2 separate regions of the Mus musculus genome follow, and region 1 is linked to region 2. Evidence: chromatin contacts called from public promoter capture Hi-C data. All regions are on one chromosome and are shown on one strand. The core of a region is the stretch at or near the end of the contact, and the rest is flanking DNA. Distances in the headings are between cores, read along the strand shown. Region 1 overlaps Srpk1 (serine/arginine-rich protein specific kinase 1). Region 2 holds the start of Tead3 (TEA domain family member 3).

Region 1 (3,062 bases), core at 134-2,633, 240 kb before region 2:
GTAACTGGCATCGTTTGTTGGCACCAAAGGCCTCTGGTACTGCTCTAGGTTTGTATGAGACCCCAAAACAGGAGAAATGCAGCCAGCGTAAAGCTGGGTGGGACAAGGATGTCGTCATAGCACTGAGGAGGCAAAGCCAGTAAGGAAGTGCTTGCCTGGGAAAGTGTGAGCTAAGGAGTGCAGTGTCTATGTAAAAGGTGCCGGTGGTGTGCTTGCCCCTCCTCGCAGTTGGTCAGCACTCCCTTGGTGGTCCTTTACTTAGCGGTTGTGGAGGTCTGCCATGCTGACGTGGCATTTGCTCTGCTACATCCTGGTTATGGCTTCCAGAGCAGCTGCAGTGTGGCTAAGCTCAGGAAGCTCACAGTCAGGCAGCACGCTTGTGGGCCTCAGGCTTCCTGAACACTGTGCTCTGCTTTGGTCTCACGTTGACCAGCTAATCCTTGAAGCTATTCGTGGGAAGCCTTGTTTGCTGCTTCCCTTCACCTTGACACTGCTGTCTCACCCCTATCTCTGCCCCCCTGGCACTTGCTGCAGAGCTGATAGGCAGGCTTCCAAGGCCCTTTGGCTACAGTTGGAAATGGTCACAGGACTTCCTCGCTCGCTCTCAGAGACAGACAGGCTCAGGGACACAATTTGAGGGAGCAGAGCTTCTCACACCAAGGCTGACTCTTGATCTCACTGTGGAGAGAGCAGTGCTGAGGTGTTTGTCTTTGGAGGGGACCCTGCATTAGATAAACTGTCTGTTTCTTCTGCTTTAGGTCAGAAAGCAAGTATGCAGTGCCTTACAGAATGGTATGTGCACCGCTCTGTATGCTGTGTCTAAAGTCACTTCTGTCATTCTGCTCTGTTCTTTCCTCTGAAATGTCTGTATGCAGACCACATCGCCCTGATCATAGAACTTCTGGGGAAGGTGCCTCGCAAGCTCATTGTGGCAGGAAAATACTCCAAGGAATTTTTCACCAAAAAAGGTAAAACCAATCTGTCTGTTCCCAGCCATTAAAGGAATAAAAATGTCTAAAACAAGAAGGTAAGTCTATCTGGGTCATGTCCTCTAGCTCCTGCAGAAAGCAGGAAGGACTCCCTGAACCCTCGTGTGGCTTCGCAGGTGCTGGATGGTGTGAACAAATGCTCCGCTCAGCTACACTCTTGGGTTTATTTGGCTTTTGGTTGGTTTCTTCCGTGTGTTCAGGCTGTCTTAGAACTTATATCTGTGCCCCACCCCTACTTAAAACTGTGTTTGGTTTTGTGTTTCTTACACCTCAAAGCTGAGACTGAAATGGAAAATAAATCTCACTCGATGTAGAGAGCTATGTGCTCTGGTGTGTCAGGCCTCATGCCTTCTCCTCAGCTGTGACAATGCTGAGTCACCCTTAGAAGGTGGAAAGGTGCTCTCCAGGGTCCTTTTGTGTGCAAAGTCAATGGTGCCCCAGTCACCTCACTTGGAGGTTCTTATCACTTGCCTGGGGAAGTTGTTAGTAAGTAACTGGTTGCTTTTAAGTTATTTGTACGGGCAGGGAAGAGGACCCAGTCCCAGCTGCCTAAGGCCAAAGCCAGGATTTGAAGGTCAATATGGGCAATATAAGCAAGACCCAAGCAAAAGCCTGAAAACCGTCACTTCAGGCTTGAAGGCACACCTCAGTGCTAGGAGGCTGCCTTGCTCACAAACGCTGGTGTGAACCGAGCACCATTTGTAGAAGGGGAAAGATCCAGCCCAAGGAGCAGTTGAACTGAGCTTTCTGAGTGAGGCCAAGCTGCTAGCTGTGTGGGTGATCTTATACAAGTCTGTCATGCTGTTAGCTTTTTATTTGTAAATCATTGCCTCATTTTGAAGCAGCTAGAGTATTGAGCTGTAGAAGGTTGAGCCATTGGGATGCCTGAACACACCATGAGAGGTGGGGACTGTCTGAGCCTGTGCTGTCTCCCACAGGTGACCTGAAGCACATCACCAAGTTGAAGCCTTGGGGTCTTCTGGAGGTTCTGGTGGAGAAATATGAGTGGCCTCAGGAGGAGGCTGCCGGCTTCACAGATTTCCTGCTGCCCATGTTGGAGCTTATGCCTGAGAAGAGAGCCACTGCTGCTGAGTGTCTCCGGCATCCTTGGCTAAACTCCTAAGCCAGTCCTGCCACTGCAGCAGAGCTCATCATATGGACCTTCCCTCCAGCCCACCCCTCAAACTTCCCTCTCCTTTTTCAGGGCAAAGCTCTTTCTTTCAAGGGTTTCTATTTTTTTTTTAAACCAACATGTTCATTTGGGTTTGCTTCCTTGATCCTGTGGAAATTCCCACGGCCATTGGGCATCCTAGGTGAATTTGGCCTTGGTTGGGCTCTGCCAAAGACTAAAAGTGTGAACAGCCTCACCCTCTGCCCTGCCATCTTATTAGGTTGTCAGTGCCCTTTCTAAGAAGAGCTGTGAAGATCTGTGAGCCCATCCATCCTCTTTATTCACTGACTCTGAGAGTCACACTTTCTCGTGCACATCCGCCGCCAGCACAAGATTGAGGAGGGGAGGGCTGTGGATTCTGTGAACAGCAGAGACATTAAATGCGCTGTATCCAGGCTGCATCATCTTCCTGGATTCTATCTGTGGTTTCTATGCTCACATTTTTTTCCTGCGACTTTTATGCTACATTTTTCGATGAGCAACCAGTTTGGGTACCATTTTATCACTGTTGAAAGTATTGTTGGATCCCTCTCATCTTCTCACAACTAAGTTCCTGGAATCTTGAGTCTGTTGTTTTTGTTTTTTTTTTTTTTTTTTTTTTTTTTTTGGTTTTTGTTTTTTTTGTTGTTTTTTTTTTTTTTTTTTTTTTTTGGTTTTTTTGTTTTGATTTTTCGAGACAGGATTTCTCTGTGTAGTCCTGGCTGTCCTGGAACTCACTTTGTAGACCAGGCTGGCCTCGAACTCAGAAATCCGCCTGCCTCTGCCTCTCAAGTGCTGGGATTAAAGGCGTGTGCCACCACGCCCAGCTGAGTCTGGTTTTTAATGTAGACAAAAGAGAACCAGTGAATTTCAGTTACTGGGAGCCTCAGGTGTTGTGAAATAGTCCTTTTCTGTGTCCTGTG
Region 2 (3,236 bases), core at 201-2,700:
GTGGTGGATGATAAGGCAGGGCCCCTGCCCTGCGGACTCCGTGTGACAGACCCCGCAGGGCCCCTGCCCTGCGGACTCCGTGTGACAGACCCTGTAGCGGCTGGGTTGGGCTGATTGGATGACCCAGAACGGGGAAGGTGGCCTGAAGCTGCATGGGGGCTATGACTCCACATCAAGGAGCAAGACCTCGTTTTGTTGAGGGGTTGCCTGTCGAGATGGGGTCCAAGGTCACCCCACGGTCTGTCTTCACAGCTGACTATATAGTGCTGCAGTTCGGCCGCGTGGCTGAGGACGCCTTCACCCTAGACTACCGGTACCCGCTGTGTGCTCTGCAGGCCTTCGCCATCGCCCTCTCCAGCTTCGACGGGAAGCTGGCCTGCGAGTGACCCCCCACAGCTCCTCAGCGCTGGGAAAGCATTCGGTTGGGGGTGGCAAGGTCCCTCCCCCACAGCTCCCATGGAAGGGCTCACCCCTCTCCGTGACCTCCGGGCATTTCCCCCCTCCACTCCCCCAGCCTGGCACCGGCTGAGGCAGAGGGGATGGAGATGAACATCTGGTCGCCCAAAAGTACTTGCCTCGCCCCCTCCTCCCCAGTCACTTCCTGTCAGAGAGCCGGAGTCAGATGTTCGAGGCCCCTCCGACCCCGCGCTGGGGGGTTTGTAGGGGGTGGGGAGGGGACGATGGTGAAGCAGAGCCAGGGACCCACATCCCCAATAAAGTCACGTCCGAGGCTGAACGCATCGGTAGTTTCTGGATTCATGTGTGTAAACTCAGGTGCCTGCGTTGGCCCCGCGCTCCCGCGTCCCCTTCTGTTCTATGGAACCTCGTCAAGCGCACAGGGTCCGGGCCCCCGACTCTCCGCCAGTAGGGAGGAGAGGGAGGGCCCTAGAGGTAGAGGAAGAGGGAGAAAGGGAGAAATTCGAGAAACAAGCCACTCGGGGAGAACCAGACAAACCGGGTCCGGGCAGGGCGGAGCCAAGTCTGAGGCCCCGGAGTGGGGGGCGGGCTCTGGGCGGGAGGGGAGCTGCAGAGGCCTGGGCTGCCCGGGACCCGAGTAGAAGGGTGGGGAGCCCGAGACCCCGTGCGCGCTCGGGTCATTTGGATGCGGAGGACGCGGCTCCCCAGGACCCTAAACACCTCCAAGGAGTTCAGCCTAGGGGGCAGAGCTCTCCTCTTGGCTCCGCCCCAGACCTGATCCCTCTAGATTCAGCGGAGTACCCACAAGGGGGTTGTGTAGGGGAGGTGGGAACTCTGAGACGACGAGCGAGGAATGGGGTGCGCGGGAGTGTGAATCCACAGCTACGGGCGTTCTTGGGACTGGGTGGTTAGAGAGACAGCAGGCCCCGGCCCGCCTTAGATCACTCCCCCCAAATAGCACCGCCCACCCGTGGGCCCGCCCGCCGTTGGCCCCGCCTACCGGTCCCGCCCCTCCCGCCCGCAGCCCCCACCCCCCGCCCGGCTCCCTCAACACAAACTTTCCGTCCCGCTCGCTCCCTCCTCCGCGCCCAGCACCTCCCGCTCCGGCCGGGCTCATTCCGTACATTCCGGCCATCCCCCTGCCCACGACCCCCCTTCCCGGCCCCCCTCACTACTCCCTCGGGCCCGGCGGAGCGGCCCGGCGGAGCGCCCCCCGGAGCTCGGAGCAGGTAAGCCCGGGGAATGCAACTCGGAGGCCTCGCGCGCAGAGGTGACTGCTCTGCTCGGGTGGCTTCTGGATGGCGGGGACCCGGGACACTCTAGGGGTTCTGAGCTATTGTCCAGCCCGCGCCGGAGCCCAGGACCTGGGTGCCGGGAACTTTGGAGGGAAGGGGGGAGACGCTCTCCGGGAAGCCCCGCCCACCCACCCCACCCCCCCGCGACCCGGAGGCTGGGAAGCCCGGAGTGTCCCGGGTGCCCGGGCCTGGCCCCGCCGTGTGCCGGGGTGTGCGCCCAGAGCCGCGGGCTTGGAAGGCCTGCGCCGGGACTCGTATCCGGGGCGCCCTTTGGACTCCCGAGAGCCCGCGAGCCCCGGGCTCCACGCAGGCCTTAGCCAGGGCGCGCCGGTGTGCGCGCTGCTCGCGGCTGCGCTGGGACCCGGCCCGGGTGTCTGGAAGCCACAGTGTGAGCCCGGAGCGTGTGCGCACCCAAAGGCGTGGGGGGACGCCTGTCCCCTACAGTTCTGCCGCCCGCCTCGGGGCGAGTCCCAGCTCCTTGCTCCAGGAGCCTCGCTCGGGACGCGGCTGGATTTGGGGCCTTCCCCGCACTTCTCCGGAGAACTTGTTAAGGCAATTGTGGGCGACAGGGCTTCCCTTCCCACTCGGGTCCTCTCCATTGTCTGTCACGTCTTTATTCCTGCCTGGGAAGGGAGGCTGGAGCGCTGATGTGGGTCTGTTTTCTAGCCCCAGCAGGCCTTCGGGGCAGTGTCACTTTAGCCCCTACTCTACCCGCCCCCCCCCCCCCCCCCAACAGGGGCCCTGATTGAGGGCTTAGTTTTTTAAAGAGCAAGAGGGAACGAACGAAGCCTAGGGCCGGGCTTCTCAGGGCCTGTGTCCCTCTCTCTGTATCTCGAGCTCTCTCCAGGTAGGGGCAGAACCAAGTCAGGCCTGGACTTGTAGCCTAGCCCGGAGGATGGCGGTGGGGGCTGGACACAGCTTTGAGGGACTGGTGTCCATGGTGGCTCCGTGTATTTGAACTCTCGTAGCCTGGATCTGTACACACAGGGTTTTGCCTCAGTGCTGGGGTCTGGGACACCCCTACACTCACAACCAGCTGCGGGCTGCTGCCAGGAGGGAAAGCAGCTATTAGTTGAAGGTGTAAGGACTATGCCTCTGCCCTTCCTAGTCCCCAGACCTCCTTCTCCTGACACTTGTTAAAGCAGTTGAGGGCATCCGGTCTTCCCTTCCCACTCTGGTCTTCCCCGTTGTCTGACAAGCCTTTTCTTCCTTCATGGGAAGGGTGAGGGTCTGTCTACTTATCCCTTGGGCCAAGAGTGGACAGGAGACTGAATTACCCCCCTCCTCAGGGAGGGGCTGGAAGCCAGGCCTTCCCCACCTCCAGGGAGGGAACTGTAATTAATGCTAATTAGCACTTTGGGGAACAGAATGGCCAGTGGTTGGCAGGAAATCTTTTGAGTGCACACACACACACACACACACAGGTGTGTGTCTATCCAGAGTCTCTCATCCACCATCACTGAATTTTTAGACCCTAACTAGTTCTGCTGTCGGGAGAAAAGAAATACGCATAAAAAGATAGCT

What was found. Promoter capture Hi-C pulls out the DNA fragments that hold promoters and counts their contacts.
Region 1: a promoter capture Hi-C map of the C10 cell line shows a contact between it and region 2, with 2.1 times the contacts expected there. The contact joins the enhancer-like site here to the promoter of Tead3 in region 2. A contact is called at or near these places in 1 of 39 promoter capture datasets (the C10 cell line) and 3 of 9 other capture datasets (adipose tissue, liver and pancreatic islet).

The regions. Positions count from the first base shown.
Region 1 is chr17:28,589,107-28,592,168 of GRCm38.p6, reverse strand. It overlaps Srpk1 (serine/arginine-rich protein specific kinase 1), which reads left to right. Exons shown (of 16, transcript NM_016795.4): 15 at 876-968; 16 at 1,928-2,581. The coding sequence ends at 2,112. Among named protein-coding and RNA genes, the nearest start is that of Lhfpl5, 15 kb to the right of the region's middle. Within about 2 kb of position 1,383, at least 35 of the 459 cell types and tissues checked have an H3K27ac peak or open chromatin away from gene starts, as enhancers often do. A contact at or near this core is called in liver, where this site is marked.
Region 2 is chr17:28,349,019-28,352,254 of GRCm38.p6, reverse strand. It overlaps Tead3 (TEA domain family member 3), which reads left to right and starts at 1,450. Exons shown (of 13, transcript NM_011566.4): 1 at 1,450-1,646. It overlaps Tulp1 (tubby like protein 1), which reads left to right. Exons shown (of 15, transcript NM_021478.2): 15 at 253-740. The coding sequence ends at 386.